Regions from separate parts of the Mus musculus genome. Here all the other regions are linked to region 4. The links are chromatin contacts, called in public ChIA-PET, HiChIP or PLAC-seq and promoter capture Hi-C maps. All regions are on one chromosome and are shown on one strand. Each heading gives the region's core, a stretch centred on a gene start, on an enhancer-like site or on the middle of the called end of the contact. The rest is flanking DNA. Distances are from core to core; before and after follow the strand shown.

Region 1 (2,700 bases), core at 121-2,620, 140 kb before region 4:
TCTAGAGCTGGGCTGGGTTAGAGGACTCTCGGCTTGCTAAAGGCTGTGCCTAGACAGGAGTTTCCCACCCCTGACCAGCAGCTTGGTGACATCAGTCACATTGCCTTGTCACAGGCTGAGGAGCCAGTGGCCCTGGCCTGCAGTCTTGGAAACAAGCCTTTGCTCCTTAGGATTTGTCACTACAGTGTCTGACCAACACAGTCACAGAACACAGCCAACTGCCATGAACACAGCTCATTCTTTATGGTCGGTAACTAAATACAGGTGCACTGTAGCATGCCAAGAGGCCCTGGGGTTCCAGTCACAGCTGGGCCATTAGGCAGCAAATGACTCAGGCAGGTCACTTAGCCTGTGGGCTTTAGTGACATCATGGCGGCTCTAATATCCCAGTACAGCTGATTCACTTCTCATGCTTATGGGGGTGCTGGTGTCAGCGAACCAAAGGGAACACAGAAAACTATGTGCACATAGTAGTTGATAACGACGTTGGCCGTGGTGGTGCTCGCCTTTAATCCCAGTACTCAGGAGGCGGAGGCATGAGGATCTCAGTGAGTTCTAGGCCTGCTTGGACCACATAGTGAGCTCATGACAGCCAGAGCGACATGTAAGACCAGGTCTTACATGTAAAAAGAAAACAAACCAGGGCTGGAGAGATGGCTCAGCCGTTAAGAGCACTGACTGCTCTTCTGGAGGTCCTGAGTTCAATTCCCAGCAACCAAATGGTAGCTCACAACCATCTGTAAAGGGATCCGATGCCCTCTTCTGGTGTGTCTGTAAACATCTACAGTGTATGTATGTATGTATATATATAAAAAATAAACAAATGTATCTAAATGGTCTCAGGTGGGACGTGAGGCAGTTATCAGCTGGCTTACCTGCAGGATCTCACAGGGAGCTGCATCTGCTGGCACAGGCTTCCCACAATGCTTTGAATACTCATTTATCAACGCTGATGCTTCATCTACACTGTGGAACCACAAAGAACAAGGCAGGCGTGAGGAGACTGGCCAGAGCTTCCTGTGGGGATGACTGTTGACAATGTAGACCGATGTCCAGGTACACAAGCAGAATTCTTCTCCACGTAGATATGGTCTAGTGTACGAATCAACTGTAGCTCAAACTGTCACTCCCTCACAGAGGACAACGTACTCATGGGTTTGAGGATGAACTAACAGCTAGAATCGTGGTGTGTGAAGGGGACAGGGCACCCCAGAGTGACCACCCGGACGACAGAGCCGTGGCCACTGCCTCTGACTACACGTTCCCTTCCCGTGTCGGCTGGTACTCTCCTCCTTTTTCCTTCCCATATGCAGTCGTGGCTCCAGCCCAGGCAGCTCACTGTTCCTTCCCTTGTGGGTGTGGAGAGTGAGCTAGCCAAGCTTAGCAAGAGCCACGTGTTATGTAACTCCAGCAAGCAGTGCTCCAAGCACGCGTCTAAGGAATCAAGTTGTAATTTAGGGTTCAGAGCGGGACTAGGAAGACACCTATTTTGAGGATCCAGGCAACTCCTTTAATTACTGGATGACGGATTCGTGTTCCAAGGTTCCAAGCTGCAGGAGCCTGAACTCCAGGGAATGTGTAGGAACGCTACGGCTCAATAGGCGGCTACGGCCAAACAGCTTTATAGCGGCCATCTTTCTGCAGAATCAAGATCCGTTTTAAGAAGTTCTACAGTAAACTGATCATTAACTTACCTGAAGTCATTTGCCAAATAGTTTACCAATTCAGTGACGTTGCCGGTGTTTATCACGTGGCATTTCAACAACTGAAAATACTTTGTCTTTGCCAAAATCCCAAATTCCTTCTTATTTACAACATGATTCAGAACCAGACTTCCAATCTATGGGATGACAGTTATCATCATATTAAAATATGTTTAATTGTAAGCCCTTTGCCGAAACAGGTTTCCGGCAGTCAGAAACTGAATAACTAGAGCGCTGGGACTAAGCCTCTGGGAGAAAGGGCGTAGCCTAGCAGCACACAAACAGAAACCGACGGTTGTGCACCCAGGTTCTATTTTTAATGGGGAAGAAGATTTAATTGCCGATATTTATGGGCACAATTCTCCAGTGGGCACAACAGTAAACAAGCCAGCCAGGGCACCTGTCGTTTCTATCTTCACGTGATGCTGGGGACCGGATCCAGGTTCTTGAGTACGTTAGGGGAGCGCTTTACCCCTAAGTCACATCCCCAGCCAGTGCCTGACGCTTTTGATTAAGAGTGAAAGACTATTTGGGGGATAAGAATCACCTTCTATGATCAGACAGAGCAAAAATGAAGGGGAATTGTCCTTACCTGATGTGAAAACCCTGCTAGCTGGCCAGTGTTCATATGTTCTTCTATCTGCTGTAAAATGATCCGAGCATCACAGGAATTCAGAAAATTCTAAAAAAAAAATTAAAACGTACTTTAAAAAGCGTTATAGTAATGCTGTGCTGTTAAGTCTGGGAGGCTTTTAAATTCTTTAAGATTTTTAAATTTGGGAGCTGGGCACTTGGTAGAGTGTCCGCCCAGCACGCACCGAGCCCCATGTTCTGGCTTCAGACTTAAGAAACTGAGCACAGTGAAGGGTACCTGTAGTCACAGCACTCACCAGGGGGAAGGCTGTCCTTGGCTACACAGTGAATTTGAGGCCAGCCTGGCTCACCAGACCTTGGTCTCAAGAAAGAAGGGTGGTTGTGGGGCGGGAGAGATGAAGGA
Region 2 (2,700 bases), core at 154-2,653, 200 kb after region 4:
GTGCTCTTCTGGCCTTGAGAGTCCCTGCCCTACCATGCACGGACCCAAACAGAGACACATCATTAAAAATAATGTAATCAATCTTTTAAAAATAAATTAAAAAGGAGATTGCGTTTTGACCCAGCACCTATATAGCTGTGTACAGGAAGGAGGCTTGGTGGGCAATCTGGTTAAGTGAGACTTCACAGAGGGAAGGCTTCCCGAAGATGCGGCAAGGTGAACCTCTCTCCCTAGATACACCCTTGGAGCCGTAAGCCCTAAACTTAGCACAGTGACTTGCACAGAGTAGTCATTCAACCTGCACCTGTGGCCTAAACAAATGGAGAGTTTCCCTGATGGGTACCTATGTGCCTCTACAGGGGGAAGGACTGTTTTTCTGTTTTACTTAGTGTAGAGGGAGGGGGGCCACAACTGACAGCCAACACCATCATGCTGGTTCTAGCCTCTCAGGACACATTTGATGGGCCTCTAAATCCAATCCTACACTGTGCACCCAGCTGAGGACAGCGTTTCCTCTGCGTACTGAGTAGGAAGAGTGTACAAGCTGAAGTAATAGGAAAAGTGACCTTCGTGCCCTGTCGGACCAGATGTTTTCCCCAGCTGTGCTGGCTACGCCCTTGGCTGTATTTCTCTGTCTCCCCTCAGCCTGGAAGCAGGGCAGAGGTTGTGCAGCGCCTTAGGCTTCCTGAGTTCAGCACAGCTGCAGGAGGGGCAGGAGACCTTTTCCACATGAGACCTCAGAACGGCGAAAGCTAGCCCCGTGGCCCAGAACACCAGAAAAAAACATTTTCTCCACCTCTCATGAGGGGCTACAGAGCAAACTGTTCAAGACCAAAGCTCTTTAAGTCTCAGGGATGCCTGACATCTGGAGCTTGGTCAACCAGCTGTTGTAGGCTAGCATGAGGTCAAAGGTATGCCTGATGTGCTGGATCAGTCCATTCCTGGTGGGTTCTCTCACGACAAGGTGGGCACTTGGTACCTGCATTCTTTCAATGTTCCAGCCTCCAGAGTCCACCCCAACCCTCAAATCAGCCAGTGCTGAAAAGACCACATCCAAACCTCCCTTCGGGCCTCAAACTTGTATGTGAGCATCTACTGACTCCTAGGCAGCCCAGCTCCCAGCTAGGTACCACCTACTTTAGTACATTCCCTGCGGCTATTCTGGTCCAGTCCCAGCTCCGCCCCTGCTGGATCCTTCCCTTCTTAGTCCCAGTCCCCGGGGTGGGGGTGGGGGTGGGGGTGGGGGGCACGCACCCAGCTCCCGATGCCACACGGGAATTCGCGCAGACACAACTTCCGCAGGTGCTCACACACAGCCGTGCTCAAGGTCCCCGGTACACCCTCGCCCTCGCCCTCGGTCTGTCTGTAGTCGCTAGTGCTGGACTCGCTGGTCTCCATGCTGTGCGAGGACAGCTCGTTGCTAGGCAACGGCCAGACGCGTTACCCTGGGTGCGTGGAAGCCAACTTCCTCAGTATCAGAGACCCCCAGCTAAGCTCCTACCCAGGCTGGCTGAGGTACCTTGCAAAAACAAGTGGTGGACGCCTCTTAGAATAATCTTGATTGTCTGTACAAAGTGCTGACTGCTGTTCCCATTTGGCAGATCTAAAGAAAAATTAGTCCAATGTTAAGCATTTTAAGACTCCAATTAGGGAATCATCCAATCTTATCTTGCCATCCCTTGTAGCTCCGCCACACAGCAGGGGTCCCCACCTGTGGTCTGTGAAATTAATGGGAGATGACTCTTAACTGGAAATGTAACAAGATGTATGATTTTGGGTACCATAAGACTCACTCATTCCAAGGCACAAATCTGTGATTTTTTTTTTTTTTTTTTTTTTTTTGGTGTATCTCTACAGTGCAATTGTAATCTGGGGTTTACCAGTGATCTAATCACTTTCCCTCAACTTAAAAACCAGGAAGCAAAGCCCAGTGGAGTAGCGCACACTTTTAATCCCAGCACTTAGGAAGCAGAGGCAGGCAGATCTCTGAGTTCCAGATCAGCCTGGTCTACAGAGTGAGTTTCAGGACAGCCAGGGCTATGCACAGAAACACTGTTTTGGGGGAAAAACAAAGCAAAACACAAAGCAAACACCACTGTATCATCTGCTTATCCAATGACAAACAGTGATGCACTTTGTACACCTATGCATTTAACTTCCTCCGGGGGTAGGAAAGATCTGTTCTTTACATCTTCTCACTTATGATGCCATCCCAGGCTGGTCTCAGACTCCCTAGATAGCCATGAAGGACCTTGATCTGACCCTTCTGCTTCTGCCTCCTGACTGCTGGGGCTCCAAGCATGTGCCACCAGGCCTGGCTTCATGCCTGTTTTATCATGCACCAGACTTTATGCTGCCCCTCTTAACATTTACCTGTCTGAGGGTTTTGCCTGCATGTCTATTCGTACAAGTCTAGTGTCTATAGAACCAGAAGAGATTATTTTGTACTCTCTAGGACTAGAGCAACCATGTCAGTCCTGGGAAGTGACCTGGGGTCCTCTGCAAGAGCAGCAGCCTGTGCTCATAACTGCTCAGCCATCTCCCCAGTCCCCCAGTTAATGAACTTCCCTCTGGCTTCGGAATATGGTCAGTTCGGGATCTTCCGGTGACCCTAAGATGCACGACGGAAAAGCCACATCCAAGAATCCTCTGGGACTTCAAGCCCACTCCCCCGATCCTTTGTTTTCTCTCTCACCCATG
Region 3 (2,700 bases), core at 80-2,579, 180 kb after region 4:
TATGCTTACTACTTTACCAAATAAACCTCATGCCCAAAAAACCTCAGACCTGCAGTGTGGCTGTCGATGATGTTAACCTGACCGACCTGCCTCACCTCCCCAGTGCTGGGCTCACAAGCGGGGCTTTATATGGTGCTGGGTAAATGCACACTATCCAAGCACTACAACCGAGCTATACCTGATAGCTCTCCTTGCCCTCTTCCCCTGGAGGCTGGAGTCACAGCCAGAGCCAGAGCCACACCTAATATAGGGAACAGAGGTACAGGTGTAGCAGCCAAATCCCAGAATGCACATTACCATCTCTCTCCCATCCTTAAGTTTAAAAAAAAAAAAAAAAAAAGTGTCACTTCGACCCTGTTGTCCCTAGAGATGTCTAGAGCATCTCTCCTACTAACTCCAGTATTAGCCAAGCAGCTAAGGACATCCTAGTAGGCATGATAGACCAGATGTTGCTAAGGATGAAGTGATTGAGGAAAGGCCACAAGACCCTGGGATAGCTATGCAAGTGCATGAAGCAAGGGGACAAAAAGTGACAGGCAGAGAGAACATCCACGCTCTGAGCTGAAGTAGGAGCCACGCAGATAAATCTCAAGACGAGGAGCGCATATGGCGCCTAGAATGCTGTTCATCAAGAGGAACCTGGAATGCCCTCCCTGCAAGGCTCAGGAGCAACACCTGAGGGTACAGTTGAGGATTAAATGGGCGCCCATGGTTTTAATGTGATTCTTGTTTGGCTGAAAGACCTGGAGGGGCGAAGGGGACTGAAGCTACAAGAAAGCTCTTAAGCTGCAAGGCTTAGTTAGGGTCACAGCAGCCTCGCGGGGATGGTGTGACCACAGAGTTGTAACTACTCGGGGTTTGCAGGTTTGGTAAGTCCGCTGCCATCCGGCCACTCGATGAGGGGGGCTCTGGTTTGTCCCGTAACCCGGTGTCCCGCACCCCACACCCACCCAAAGTCCCGGAAAAGCCCACTTCCCTACCCCAATCACTGTCCCGCGGGACCGGGTCCTCTCTCCGCGCCCTCGCCCTCGGGGTGTCGGCAGCCTCGGGCTCTGGGGAAAGGGCCCAGGTAGCTCCATCCTTTCAACCCGAATCTAGAGGGCTGCGGTGGTCGGAGCCCACAGCGCGGTGTGTCCGGGCAACCGCCGAGCCCAGACGTGCGACAGAGGGGCGGGCAACAGAAAGCCCTCCAGCAGAGGCACCGGCAGAACGCGGTTCCTTCCCGGCAACGGGATCCAGGCGCCACAGGCCGCGCGACCTCACCACCCCATCCCCGCCCTCAAAGACCTACCTAAGTACCCCTGGGGACCGCGCACCGACACAAAAGCCGGGCAGTATCTCGCCGGGAGCGCGAGGAACCCCCCGCTGGGCGGGTCTTCAGGGGCAGGGTCCCAAAGAGAGGGCGGAGCTCCAAAATGGAGCAACCGCGAGGCTCTTCAGGGAGGAGGGGCGGGGCTTCGCGTTGGGGGCGGAGCCATGGACTCCGCCCCACCTTGCAGTCTATCCAGGACGCACTTGTGGCTCGTTGGCAACTGCAACGCTCTCTTTCCCACGCCCGTTGGGCTGCCAGCGCCGTGCCCCTTCCCCTAGTGGCCACACAAACTCTCAAGCTCCGGCTGCAGAGCAGCCTTTATTCTCCCTGCTAGTCAATCAAGCTAAGGAATGCTTCCTCCACCGAGCGGTACTGGTGCAGCTGGATCTGGACCTCCACCGACAGTGGCTCTGGCTGGTACCCGCTTTCCATGGTTGGAGGCACCGTTTTCGACCTATCTGAGAAGATATAAATGCGAGCAGATGAGTACTAAGGGACAAACGGCCTGCAGGTCTCCCCGACTCGGGACGTACTCCTCCTTCATCCGGGAATTCAAGCCCTGTTCTCCAACCTAGAGGAATTCCGAAAGAGATCCAGCCCTAGTATGTTAATTGCAATCAAGAATACATTGATTCAATAAGCCCCAACTGTGTGAGTTGCGAAAGAAATTAGCTGCTTTCAAGATGACTAACAGATGGAACCTGAGGAGGCCACCTCCTGTAGCCAGGCAGGACCCCCAGTGGAAGCATAAGGACACCAGCCCACCCACAAAACTTTTGACCCCAAATCTGTCCTTTCTAAAAGAAATGGAGGGACAAAGATGGAGCAGAGACTGAAGGAATGGCCAACAACCAGCCAACTTGAGACTCATCCCATGGGCAAGCACCAATCCCTGACACCATCCCCTGAGGAGCTCTACACAGCAGCTGACTGAGCAGATGCAGATACCCACAGCCAGATATTGGACGGAGGTCGACGACTCCTGGGGAAGAGTTGGAAGAAGGATTGAAGCTTCCGCAGAAGGATTGAGGCTTCCGCTGGGGATAGGAACCCCACAGGAAGGCCAACAGCCTCACCTAACCTGGACCCCTGGGAGCTCTGAGTCTGAGCCACCAACCAACGAGCATACAGTGCATCTCAGTCACCATGTAGGTCCCCCCAACAAATGTAGCAGAGGCTCTCCCCTAAAGCTGTAGCCTGACTGTGGTACCAGTCCCCCCACAAGGTTCCCCCTAATCCTGCAGAGATTTGATGTGCGGGGGGGGGGGGGGTAATGCGTTTGGGATGGAAAGAGAGAGAGAGGGAAAGAGAGAAGAAAATTAAAGAAATCGGCTGCTTTTTTTTTGCCGCCAACTTGAGCTGAGTTCAATCCCCAGGACCCCCTTGTC
Region 4 (2,702 bases), core at 95-2,594:
TATTATTATTATTATTATTATTATTAAATATTTTATTTATTTGTTATTATAAATTTTATGACAGGGTTCTATGTATACTCTGTGTAGCTCTGGCTGTCCTGGAACTCAGGAGGCAGAGGCAGGCAAATCTCTGTGTTTGAGGCCAGCCTGGTCTACAAAGAGAGTTCCAGGACAGCCAAGGCTATTACACACAGAAACCATCTGGAATAACCAAGAGAGGAAAAACAGAGTTGAATTGTACTCAGATCAGCGGGTAAGTATTGCTTGCCTAAGTAGGAATGAATTCTGGGTTCCCAGGGTACTCTCACCTCTTGACCTTGGAGCTCACATATCAGGCTCAGGTGGAATAATAGATTATTTTTGTGTGTGTGTGATTTAAGGCTTAAATGGACAGGAGGGTCTGCAGATGAAATTTACTTTGTGCATTTCCAGTGGAGTTCCCTTCTTGGGCTCTCTGAGGTGCCTGTTTGCCCAGACACAATGGTGTTTTAAATAAAGGTCAAGAAGGGAGGTCGCCCTTCAGAATATTTCCTCCTTGGCCCCTTCTCCATCAATACTGAGTCACTGCAGAAACCTGGGCTTCCAACAGCTGCAGATTTCTGCCGGGAGCTGCAAAACTTCTGGGGTTGCCATGGTCCATGGGAGCGAAATGCTGGCCGCCCTCTGCTAGCGCAGCCCTGAGCCGGCTGTTGCAGCGTCCTCTCCAGTCCCTTTCAAAAGCTTGACAAGGGGATCCCTGCTTGGGGAGGAGCCCGAACGGGACATTAACCTGGGCTTCTGTCCAAACGACTGGGGCGAATAAAAGACGCTTTTCTTAAACTAACTGGGCTGCAGCCCTGGGCTCATCTCAAAGGATTTTTTTTTTTTAACCCCTCAGTGATTTCCTGGAGAGCAGAGACCGTTCATCCCAAGCTGAGCTTGCCTATGGGCATCTCCCTTCCAACTTGGGGCAACGGATTTATCACCCTGCTCTAGGCGGGAAAGGGAGGTCAATGAAATCAATCAGCTCCCCCACTCTCCAACCGCACCCCATCCCATCCCCAAACGGCAGGCTGCGGTTGGTCCAGTCTACGGGTAGCCATCCGGGGTGACTTGCATATTCTGGGCACACTTGGCTAGGAAACAGGGAGAAGCCTGAAATGCCAAGGCACCCGCGTCTGCAGGCCCTTCGGTCCGTCCCCCGGCATCTTGCTCCTTATCGTGGAGGATTTAGGGGCTCGCAAGGGGAGCAGGCAGACAAAGGGGCGGCAGGGGAGCTCGCGGGCGGCAGCGGCCCGGGCACGGGGAGGGGCGGCGCGGCGTCTTCTCCCGGCCCCGCGGCGGCGGCGGCAGCGCGTCACGTTCTCTTCCCCGCCCCGAGCCGAAGAGCCGGGGAGGCGGGAGGCGGCGGCCGCGGCGGCTGCTGCTGCTGCTGCTGGGAGGCAGGTGACGGCGACCAGCGGCGTCCCAGGCGGTGAGCGAAGCGCGGGCCCCATCTCCATCTCTCCTTCCTCGCCGTCCCACCCGTTCTCCCTCCGCTCCTTCCCGCCGCCCGGGGATCCGGGAGGGAAACGCCGGGAGGGAAGGCTCGTCTCAAGCTCCCGCCACGCACCGGGACGGCGGCCGAGGAGCCGCGGACGCACCCGGGAGGGTGGCGGGCGCGGGGAGAGCGTGGCTGCGGGGAAGGCTGGCTGCGTGCGAGCCGCGCGCGTCCGGGCCCTGGCAGCCGCGGCCCGGGGCCTTGCCTGCCTTCCTCCCGCCGCCTCAAGATGGAGCGTGGACTCCTTGTCCCTGCGCCGCCTCGGGAGCCGTTCTCGGAGGAGCCCGCGTCCTCTTCCCCAGCTCTTGGAGGGGGAGGTTCCGGGGACGGCTCCGTCGCTCCCAGAGGCCGCGGGTCCGGTTCGACCTGTTGCCCTGGACGCCTCCCGCCGCTCGCCATCTGGGCGAGCTTTCCTCGGGCAGGCCCGGGACGCCGGGTGGCCGGCCGCGAGCCGGCATGGAGGGCGCCCTTGCCCCGTGGCGCTCGGGCTCAGCCCGGCCCGGCTCGGGCCCCGGTTCCCGGTCCCTGGCTGTTCGGCCCCGGGCTTTTGTTTTCCTTCAGACCCCTGGAGCGTGATTCTCTGTGAAGGTAGAAGGGCGAAACAGGGTGCCAGATCTCTGAAATCACCGCTGCCCGGTAACCCGAACCTGCCAGCGCGGTCGGGGGTTGGCGCGGAAGACAGATGACACTTGTTCGGGGTTGGGGGTGGGGATGGGGTGACTATTTTAAAAGCAGAGAGCCTTGTGGTTTGTCTCGAACCTGGAGGTGTTGCGTTATTGGGGAGAGAACAACAGAATATCGGATTAATTTATTTAATTTTTATTTATTTTTATTTTTTTCTGAGTCTGGAGTCCTGCCCTGACATCCCGTAGTCTCTCCGCTTCATGTGGCTTTTCCCATCTGGCAGAAACCGCACACCACCCCCTTCCTCCCTGCCCAGCCCCACCTCTCTGGTATGAAGAAATGACTCGTTAAGTCTGGAATCCACGTGCATACCCATTTTTTAGCAAAAACTTGCCAACTACTGTTTCTATTTATTTACTTATTTATTTATTAAGACAGTGGATATGTTTCTGTCATTTCCTTGGTTTTTTTTTTGTTTTTGTTTTTGTTTTTTTTCATTTTGGTGTGAGTCGGCAGTCTAGCCTCTTCTAGGCCCAGGACTGTGTCTGTCTGTCTGCTT

Evidence for each region. Promoter capture Hi-C pulls out the DNA fragments that hold promoters and counts their contacts. ChIA-PET counts read pairs in DNA pulled down with a chosen protein or histone mark. HiChIP or PLAC-seq counts read pairs in DNA pulled down with a chosen protein or histone mark.
Region 1: a contact with region 4 is called in a promoter capture Hi-C map of hippocampal neurons, with 2.8 times the contacts expected there. The contact joins the enhancer-like site here to the promoter of Clip1 in region 4. A contact is called at or near these places in 4 of 39 promoter capture datasets (embryonic stem cells, hippocampal neurons and pre-B cells), 1 of 15 datasets of contacts at CTCF or cohesin (stem cell-derived epiblast-like cells), 1 of 115 datasets of contacts at active chromatin or transcription factors (pancreatic cancer cells) and 3 of 9 other capture datasets (adipose tissue, liver and pancreatic islet).
Region 2: an H3K4me3 HiChIP or PLAC-seq map of embryonic stem cells shows a contact between it and region 4, with 13 read pairs. The contact joins the promoter of Lrrc43 here to the promoter of Clip1 in region 4. A contact is called at or near these places in 3 of 115 datasets of contacts at active chromatin or transcription factors (effector CD8 T cells, embryonic stem cells and memory CD8 T cells) and 2 of 9 other capture datasets (adipose tissue and embryonic stem cells).
Region 3: an RNA polymerase II ChIA-PET map of effector CD8 T cells shows a contact between it and region 4, with 15 read pairs. The contact joins the promoter of B3gnt4 here to the promoter of Clip1 in region 4. A contact is called at or near these places in 2 of 39 promoter capture datasets (embryonic stem cells and hematopoietic stem and progenitor cells), 1 of 484 Hi-C or Micro-C datasets (Sertoli cells), 2 of 115 datasets of contacts at active chromatin or transcription factors (effector CD8 T cells and embryonic stem cells) and 2 of 9 other capture datasets (embryonic stem cells and pancreatic islet).

What each region holds. Positions count from the first base shown.
Region 1 is chr5:123,818,136-123,820,835 of GRCm38.p6, reverse strand. Kntc1 (kinetochore associated 1) reads right to left here. Exons shown (of 64, transcript NM_001042421.1): 61 at 2,296-2,385; 62 at 1,695-1,840; 63 at 876-966. Among named protein-coding and RNA genes, the nearest start is that of Hcar2, 46 kb to the left of the region's middle. Within about 2 kb of position 1,370, at least 54 of the 459 cell types and tissues checked have an H3K27ac peak or open chromatin away from gene starts, as enhancers often do. A contact at or near this core is called in adipose tissue, hippocampal neurons, pancreatic cancer cells and 1 more, where this site is marked.
Region 2 is chr5:123,488,028-123,490,727 of GRCm38.p6, reverse strand. It overlaps Lrrc43 (leucine rich repeat containing 43), which reads right to left and starts at 1,403. Exons shown (of 12, transcript NM_001033461.3): 1 at 1,255-1,403. The coding sequence starts at 1,398.
Region 3 is chr5:123,507,111-123,509,810 of GRCm38.p6, reverse strand. B3gnt4 (UDP-GlcNAc:betaGal beta-1,3-N-acetylglucosaminyltransferase 4) reads right to left here and starts at 1,329. Exons shown (of 2, transcript NM_001382854.1): 1 at 1,292-1,329. It overlaps Lrrc43 (leucine rich repeat containing 43), which reads right to left. Exons shown (of 12, transcript NM_001033461.3): 12 at 1,606-1,770. The coding sequence ends at 1,643.
Region 4 is chr5:123,683,003-123,685,704 of GRCm38.p6, reverse strand. It overlaps Clip1 (CAP-GLY domain containing linker protein 1), which reads left to right and starts at 1,344. Exons shown (of 24, transcript NM_019765.5): 1 at 1,344-1,453.